2 separate regions of the Mus musculus genome follow, and region 2 is linked to region 1. The links are chromatin contacts, called in public HiChIP or PLAC-seq maps. All regions are on one chromosome and are shown on one strand. The core of a region is the stretch at or near the end of the contact, and the rest is flanking DNA. Distances in the headings are between cores, read along the strand shown. Region 1 has its middle 140 kb from the start of Gm39631. Region 2 overlaps Gm29260 (a long non-coding RNA gene).

Evidence for each region. HiChIP or PLAC-seq counts read pairs in DNA pulled down with a chosen protein or histone mark.
Region 2: an H3K4me3 HiChIP or PLAC-seq map of embryonic midbrain shows a contact between it and region 1, with 6 times the contacts expected there. The contact joins two enhancer-like sites. A contact is called at or near these places in 2 of 115 datasets of contacts at active chromatin or transcription factors (differentiating embryonic stem cells and embryonic midbrain) and 1 of 9 other capture datasets (embryonic tail).

Annotation. Positions count from the first base shown.
Region 1 is chr1:41,388,583-41,392,846 of GRCm38.p6, forward strand. No RefSeq gene overlaps it. Among named protein-coding and RNA genes, the nearest start is that of Gm39631, 140 kb to the right of the region's middle. Within about 2 kb of position 1,804, at least 108 of the 459 cell types and tissues checked have an H3K27ac peak or open chromatin away from gene starts, as enhancers often do.
Region 2 is chr1:41,812,068-41,816,331 of GRCm38.p6, forward strand. The region is part of intron 1 of Gm29260 (a long non-coding RNA gene); the gene reads left to right. Among named protein-coding and RNA genes, the nearest start is that of Gm29260, 71 kb to the left of the region's middle. Within about 2 kb of position 2,439, at least 14 of the 459 cell types and tissues checked have an H3K27ac peak or open chromatin away from gene starts, as enhancers often do.

The DNA of each region.
Region 1 (4,264 bases), core at 554-3,053:
TCATTTTTTTCCTCCTTTTTCTGTCACTGCCTTGTTCAAAAGCCTTGTCGGTCATGGCTCTTCAGTCTACACGAGAGGGTGTGCCCTCCTTCATGGCGATGCCCCAGCATAGTCCAAGCATCCAGAGAACTGTTTGCTCTTTAATTACCCTCCATCCACATCTCCTACTTTCTCTAGACAAGCACACACATATGTGCAACATTCACTCCCACTGGCTCCAAACACACAGGAAAAACAAGCGAACTCCTTCTGCATTAAGGGAAGGTGGGCTGGTTTGGGATGGAGGTAGCAGATAGAGACACGCTTGGGCTGACATCACGTTACCATCCCTATTGCACTGGTGGTAAAAAGAAGAGTCAGAGTATTTAGCTCTAGAGTGTATAAGGCTGACCGTGATTTGATTTTGCTCATTTACATTCCTGGAGAAGAACAGTACCATGTGTGTCTATAATTATTGGAAACACTCGTGTTTCATATCCTCACTCTCCACTGTGGAAGAGGAAGAGAGCTGCCAGGCTGAGCTCATTCACTCCTTTGTCTAAATTATTAACGTCTGGCCCCCGTGGTCCGTAGACGGTATCAGGTTTTCTTTTGCAGCTGGAACTCGATATCTCCAGTTCTCCTCAGGTCAATAATGATCTCCATAACCATCATGGCCTCTTGTCACTCACACGACCAAATTTTATGGGGTTGATACAGACCGAATTAGAAGGAGCTTCCATGGATCAAGGGCAAGAACTGAGGTCTCCAGTAAAAACAGGTTGTCAAGTTCCTGTGTGCTGTTAGAATTCTCTCTCTCTTCTCTCTCTCTGTCTCTCTCCCTCTCTTCCTCTCTCCCTCTGTCTCTCCCTCCCTCCTTCCTTTCCTTCCTTCTTTCTCCCTTTGTCTCTTCCTTTCTGTGCTGGAGATCAAACAAGCCCTACAGCCAAAGTGCTCTACTTCGGAGTCACATCTCAAACCTAACCATCCTTCCATCTTTACTCCTCCCAGAAACTCATTGTGCAGAAGGCAGCCATGTTTTCCTCTGAGGATGAGTCATTCACCTTTTGAAATTAGGATACTAGGAGATAGGTACCACATATGATTTAAAAGCTATTAACTGCATGAGTATGACATGAGAGTCTTTGATCCTATCTGGAACAGATTTCCCTCCATTGTGCTGCAAGCATCAAAGGGCTTAACTTTCCCCTTTCCTATAAGGCAGGTGTCCTAGCCTTAAAAAACAATCTTAACAGCCCTGATTGATTGCAATCAGGAATGCTGCTTGTTTTAACCTTATTCTGGAGGTCTCAAGGAAAAACATCTGATGATAAACACAGTGTCAACTTTGCCATTTTCTGTCACTAATTTGCAGGGAAAGGAGATTAAAAATAAACTAGAAAAAAAAAAAGGAGCCCTATCAGATAAAGCGTGGAAATCCTGAGTATTTTGGAAAACTATAAAGCAATTCCAAATGTGCTTTCCTGGGAATGGACTGGCTAATGGGCTTTAAGTGTTTATTTAAGAAATGCCATAAATATACGGACTTAAGTCACCAAAAAGAGAGAGAATTTCTACCCAGGCTGTCCTAATGAGCGAAAGTTAATTCATACCAACTTTCACATACGCCTTTGTGGGCAGTTGGCCAGGCCCAGAACATTATCTGTTTGACTCACTGGGTCCCTGCCGCTAATGGAATCTAGCTCCTTGTTTGCTGTTGCCATGGAGACGTGATATTCTCAGGCATGTCATGTTCACAGATCAGTAGCAGCAGCAGGCTTGCAGACACACAGCAGCTCTCAGCCTTTGACCATGCTCAGGAATTCACTCTGCAGCCAGCTGCCAGGAAGGAAGTGGACTCTGGAAAGGGACCCTGCCTTCTCCCTTTGTCCTTGTGGGGCCATTGTCATTAAAATAACCTCGAGTCTCCATGAATTCAGTCATTCACAAACACTGTCAAAGGTACAAGAGTTCAAGAGAATCCCGAGGGTCAAAAGGAGGACTAGTTCTAAATCTGTGCTCATTGAACCTGGAAATGACATCCTCTGCCTTTAGATATAATCTTATTCTTACCATAGCAAATCAAATCGTGCTGACTGGCACCAACGTCCAGGCGATTCAGCACCATGAAAGGTTACTGGGAGCAAAGGGGTCATATCCTTTGTGGCACCACTCTGAGAAAGAGACACAGACATGTGTGGGAATATTCTACAAAGAATGGATTCCTCCCACAGTGAAAAGCAAGCCCTGCCAGCCCTCTATAAAGGAAGAGGGCATTCCACGCTAGGCTTATTTTCATGTTTCCAGCCAAAGTTACAAGTACTGAGTTTCCGAGTTCTAAAACATTTGAAGGAAGTCACAGATATTGCGTGAGATTTCTAATTTGCAGATAAGAAGTGACAAGGAGTAAGACAACATGAATTTTCTGAAAAGTATTTTTTTTTGCCCTTTGGAAAGATGCTTCTATTAAATTATGCATAATTTTCACGAGGTGTGAAATTTGCTAGCAAATCGGGCAAATTTAAGAACATTTGTGTAAATGTTTGTCAGCATTGTCCAATGCGGGATTAGAGGTTAATTATAACAATCCAGCTTTGCTATGGTCAGGTTTCTTCCTCGCACTGGAGCTTCTGCTCCTGCCTGAGAATGTGAGAATTAGGAACACCAACAACGCACCGGGCCGAATGGGCAGGACATGAGAAGTTTATGAACATAGAGTCAGGTCAAAATTGGGATGCAAAACAAAGATTCTCGCTAAGAGGTCAGTCCACATGTGGCAGGATAGAGAAGAAGGCATGCACAAATGAGGGTTTTATCTTTTTCATGTGTCTGTTTGCTATGTAATCCAAAATTTTATCTTTCTGCTTCTTCCTCTTCCTCTTCCTCCTCTTCTCTCTCTCTTTCACTGTCTGTCTGTCTGTCTCTCCTTTGGTTTGTCTCTTTCTGTCTCTCTGTCTGTCTCTGTGTGTGACTGTATTTCTCTCTGTTTACCTCTCTGTCTCTGTCTCTCTCTCTGTCTCTGTCTCTGTCCCTCCCTCCCTCCCTTCCTCCCTCCCTCCCTTCCTCCCTCCCTCCCTCCCTCATTTTACCTTTCCCTTGCTGAATGGTGGGAGAGTTTATGAGGAAGGCTTCACTCTATCCAAGACATTTTCAGTCACCTGTGACTGAAGGAACATTGTGGATACATGGAAATTACAAGAGCCAAGTGGCAGTAAACTGAATGTGATGAATGTCAATCTTGCCTGACAAGGTTCACTCCATTAAAAAGGGTCTGGTAGTAGTAGAACAATAAATATGATCATTATTTGTGTAGTGGCTATTTATGGTTGTCAACTAGTCTATATCTGGAATGAACCACAATCCAGAATTGGAAGGCTCACCTGTGATCCAGACCTTGAGGCTGGGAGATACAAGTTTCTGACCTGGACCTTGGCATGGAGATCTTGAGGCATAGTGGCTATGAATCGCAGGAGACTAAGGCAAGGAGATCTCTGAGTTCAAGTTTATGTGGGACAAAGCAAGTCCCAGATCCAGGCATGGTGGTGCACACTGTTAATCTGAGCCACACTTTCTGCTGGAGACCTACATAAGGATATTGGAAGAAGAAAGACCATCTCTTCTTTGCCTGCTTGCCTTGTAGGACTGAGCTACTGCTAGATCCTTGGACTTTCATAAACAGCTGCTACTGAGCATTGTAGGGGAGTTGGACTACAGACTGTAAGTCATCAACAAATTCCCTTACTCTATAGAGACTACCCATTAAGTTCTGTGACTCTAGAGAACCCTGACTAATGGACTTTGTGGGTACTGTTCTATGTCACTGGGGCCAGCTACATAATTTGTAGAGCTCATGTTAATAAAAATGTAGACTGAGATTGCTAGAAATGGGAATGAGGAAAGAAAGAAAAGAAAGGAGGAAGGGAGAAAGAAAGAAAGGAGAGAAATGGAGGTGGGTATTGAGAAAGGAAAGGGAGAGGAGGGAAAGGGACGCGGAGAGAGAGAGTGAGGAAATAAAGAATGGAGAATGGAGGAGGGAAGGAAAGAAGGAAGGAAGGAGGAAGAAAGAAGAAAGGAAAAGGAAGAAAGAAAAAAGGAAGGAAGAAAAGGGAAGGAGGGGAAAAAAGGAAGGAATGGGGAGACCCATGGCTCTGGCTGCATATGTGGCAGAGGATGACCTTGTTGGACATCAGTAGTAGGAGCGGCCCTAGGGTGTGAGGGGGCTCGATACCCAGTGTAGGGAAATGACAGGGTAGGAAGATGGAAGTGGGTGGGTAGGTGTGGGAGC
Region 2 (4,264 bases), core at 1,189-3,688, 420 kb after region 1:
TGGTTATTTGGCTCGACTCTATGCTTCTGTTCTTTATTTCCCAGAAGGTTAACGCGCTGAAAATCTAGCTTCAAGCTCATAGTACTGTCTCTTTGTGTTGCTAATTATCCTGTTGTATAATTATTAATATCAGGAGCAGGAAGAGGAAACATGCACACCAAATAGTCGTGAATGCTGGTGTTCTGGCAGGAAGCAAGCCCTGCATTAATAAAATGTGCCTGTGCCAATATCACAGGAGATGGGAGCGTTCCTTGTTAAGGACCATTTATTAACTGAGATCATCTTTTAGTTCGCCTTGGGGTAATGACTGATGTCAATGGCAAATTTCACAGTTGTCTAGAGAAATGAATTAAATTTGTAATAAAAAGCCCTTCGGCTTGTTGTACATGTTCATTTATTGGCATAGTTGAACTAAGAGAACTGTAAGGCAACTGAGAACGTCGGCTTAATTTTCCTTACATATAATAGTGACCTTTAGCTCCATATTGAAAAAGTTACCTATTATAGACTGGTAAATTAAATGAGAAGTTCCTTTAATGCAAAATAAACCAGATGGCTAAGCTAAGTTAAATGGCCTTTGAGCTTGTAAGATCCTTGGTAGAAAAATATTCTTTCTTCTTGAATAGGGAGAGGTCTTCTAGTTAAGCCTTCATAAAATAAGTGACGGGACATAAAAGCAGGTGAAGGCAATCATTCAGTGTGAGACGGCGAGGTCTTGTCCTTGGCTACTGCTGTGTGTGTGTGTGTGTGTGTGTGTGTGTGAGTGTGTGTGTGTGTGTGTGTGAGAGAGAGTGTGTGTGTGTGAGTGTGTGTGTGTGAGTGTGTGTGTGTGAGTGTGTGTGTGTGAGTGTGTGTGTGTGTGAGTATGTGTGTGTGGGTGGGTGTGTGGGTGTTCACTTTGTGCTCTTAGGCTGAGTTTTGAAACTATTGTTTTAATGCTCTCTTAATTCTAAAAATACAGCGCTTTTAATTTTTCTGGCAAAGCATATTGTTGCTGTAATTATTTATATCGGTTTTTGTGTTGTTTTATGCAGTTGGAATTTTTTTTTTAGTAAGGCATATTTCCCAAGAGGGAGGATAGTTAAATCCCTGTCCTTCCTTCCTTCCTTCCTTCCTTCCTTCCTTCCTTCCTTCCTTCCTTCCTTCCTTCCTCTCTCTCTTTCTTTTATTTATTTATTGATTGATTGATAGATTTTGCTGTTTTTGTTTATTTTGGAGAGTCTACTTCCAGACTTGCGTTCCCAGACTGACTTGGGACTCTGTATTGTTAATTACTGAAAAGCCTAGCAAGATGACCAAGCAAAGCTCTCTTATTTTGTGGCAGAAAGTTCCAGAACATCCAGTCTGCTCATGCACTCTGATATCTGTAACCTAGGGAAGTTAAAACAGAGGACACAGCAGCTTATAGCGAGTGAAGATGGAGGGATGGACAGTTAGAGAATATTTATGCATACTGAATCATTGGATTTTTTTTCATGCAGGCGAACTTACATCAAATGTTCCAGAGGTTTAAAATCATATCTCATTGTCATCACCTTTGAACAGGATTGAGTACAACGTACAGTGCAACAGGACTCTGTGCACAGAGAATATTTGAACTCTGTACCCTATAGCCGTGCTCAGTAGGTGCTAACAGTGAGTCAAAATTCCCAAGCAAACAATGATTAGAAAAATAATAAAACAGGAATTTCAGCTGCCTTTATTTTTAAACACTGATAATAATTCTGTAAGCTAATGAAAAAAGTTTTTCGTCCAAATATCTAGATTTCTGCAAGTGGTCAGTTTTTTCAATTTAATTGTATTTCCAATTGACTTTGATCATGAGTACTACTAGTTCAACCAAATATTCTTTCTGTATTTTCCCAACTATTGCACCATACAGAAATATGGGTGGGAGTTGACCCTGAATTATTTTTCTTTCTGGATTATTGGGTGTTCTTTCTTCTTGACTCAGGAGGACCTCGGAAATCTGGACATCTTTTTTCTCCCTAAGGCGCATGCTCAGAGCATTCTAATAAGGCCAGGAATGGAGTTCGCAGTCCCCTTTTACCCAGGCTCACCTCGGCCCTTTTCAGTATGTAACCTTATTCTCCATGGGATTACTCGGATGAAAACCAATTAGGGAACAGCTCGCAATCTGAATGCATACAGAAGACTGCAGATTGAACACTGCCCATGCCAGCTCCTCAGAGCGTGCAGAATGCCCTGAATGGCATAAATATTAAAGAATTGCCAGGAGATGGACACACAAAAAATTGAGGAAAGATGCCGAATGCCAAATTAGACCTGATAAAACCTATAACTGAAAGGATAGGCTTCTCTCCGCCCACCTCCCACTCCCTGCCCATTTGTATTCTTTGGGGAGGTATACCACCGGCCTCCTGAAGTGTGTTCTCCCTTGCTAATCCTTCCACAATGGTCCACATGAGTTTCTGAGGGGTCCCTCATGCCCTTCATTCTATGACTGTCAATTTCTGTCTAATAAGCCAGTCTCCCTCCCTGCTTCCTCCAGAGGCCCCCATTCTCAAGCTGGGAGGGGACAGCTGGCTCAAAGGCCATGACAGCTCTAAGAATTACTGAATGGGCAAATCAGCAATGAGCCACCACGCTTTTCAGTGTGTGCTTATTGCAATAAATGTGGTGAAGGACAAGCAGGCAAGTGAGATTTATAAAGATCCTCCATGCCAGACTTTTAGAAAGAAGTTTGGCTACCTTAGAGTCCCAGACAAACTACAAGCAGAGGGACTGATGAATGTTGTAATTATTTGACAGAGGGGATGATTAGTATTCATGCTTTCCCCTCAGTAGTTAGAAGGAACAAATTGGGGGGGGGGGGGGACTTACTTCTCTCCACATCTCTCTCCATAGTCATTTCAATGTTTTTTTCTTTCCTTTCCCTTCTTTTCTCCTTCTGTCCTTCTTTCTCTTACTCCCTCCTTCCTTCATTTCCTTCTCTCCATCCCTCAATTGTGGAAAAGTTATTGCTAGTTTGCAAGTTTAAAATGTAAAATGTTAAGGTTAGTCCAAAACTACTGGGTTACATATTCAAACCTTTAAAAAAAATTGTATTTAAATTCCCTCTTGAGCCCGACTCTGGTAATTTCATCTATCCTCACTTCTTACTATTTGTCTCATGGAAAGCATCTTCCTTGGCTACCTCATGGAGCATGTAACCCAACTGTGTCCCTGCTAAAATCAACCCACAGCTCGTGGTGTTGGGAGCTACAGAGTGGAATGGATTTCTGTATAACCAATAAGAATCATTTGCTCAATTCTTTCCATTGGGCTTTGTGAGAAGGGCAGAGGCTCATCAAGTAGGGAGCAGAAGGAAGTGATGAAAACGCCCGTGAGTTAGGAAAAAGAGTAATCTATAGAATTTTCCCCTTGATATCTCGCCGTGTGTGTGTGTGTGTGTGTGTGTGTGTGTGTGTGTGTGTGTGTGTTTGCGTGTGTGTGTTCCCATTTCTGAAAAGTGAAGCTCCATGACTAATGGAAGCTTGAAAGACAACTCAGATACACAGGTATAAAATACACATCTCTTCCCTCTTCCTTACCTTCCTAAGTTCTCCTCAGCCCCTGATCTTCATAACCATCTTCCCATGGCCCTGCCAGAACTCTGTGCCCTCTATCTAGACTGCAGAGACCCTATAATAACTCTGTGAGGCCCTGGGTTATTCATGAAAGATCTATGGTGTTTATTTTATTTACAAATAGGAATAAAATCATTTCTATTATAGAAAGTGGCTTTAAGACCTTAAAAACCTGAGGAAGGGTCAAACAGGAACTGGATACCTAAATATCAACTCTGCTTCTTGTTTCTTATTTAAGCTTTTGGAGTAAGTGGAGACCAGTGAGAAGTTTAGTCAGTATATTAGTTCTGCATCTGGAAATGAAAAAAAAAAATTCATTTCTTCTCCTTAAACATGTAGCATTATCTCCTATACCTCCTTGCAAAATCAAATGGAAACTGTAAACGTCATCTAATACCTTTACTGAGGCATAGGTTGAACTAAATGTAAAAATACAAAATATGGCTCATGACATTGAACAGTTTGAATATTCAGCATTGAATGGAAAGATAAAGTAATATAGAGACAAATTATTATATGAGATATGTAAGTTCTACATGAGATACCAAAATCAATGTCAGGATTCCAATGATGGTTAGAAAGTGGGCATTGGTGCTGTATTTTCTGTGGTAGATGACTGGACTCATAACTTTCATTTGTTTCAAAATTCATTCACATTAAACCTCCCATACAAA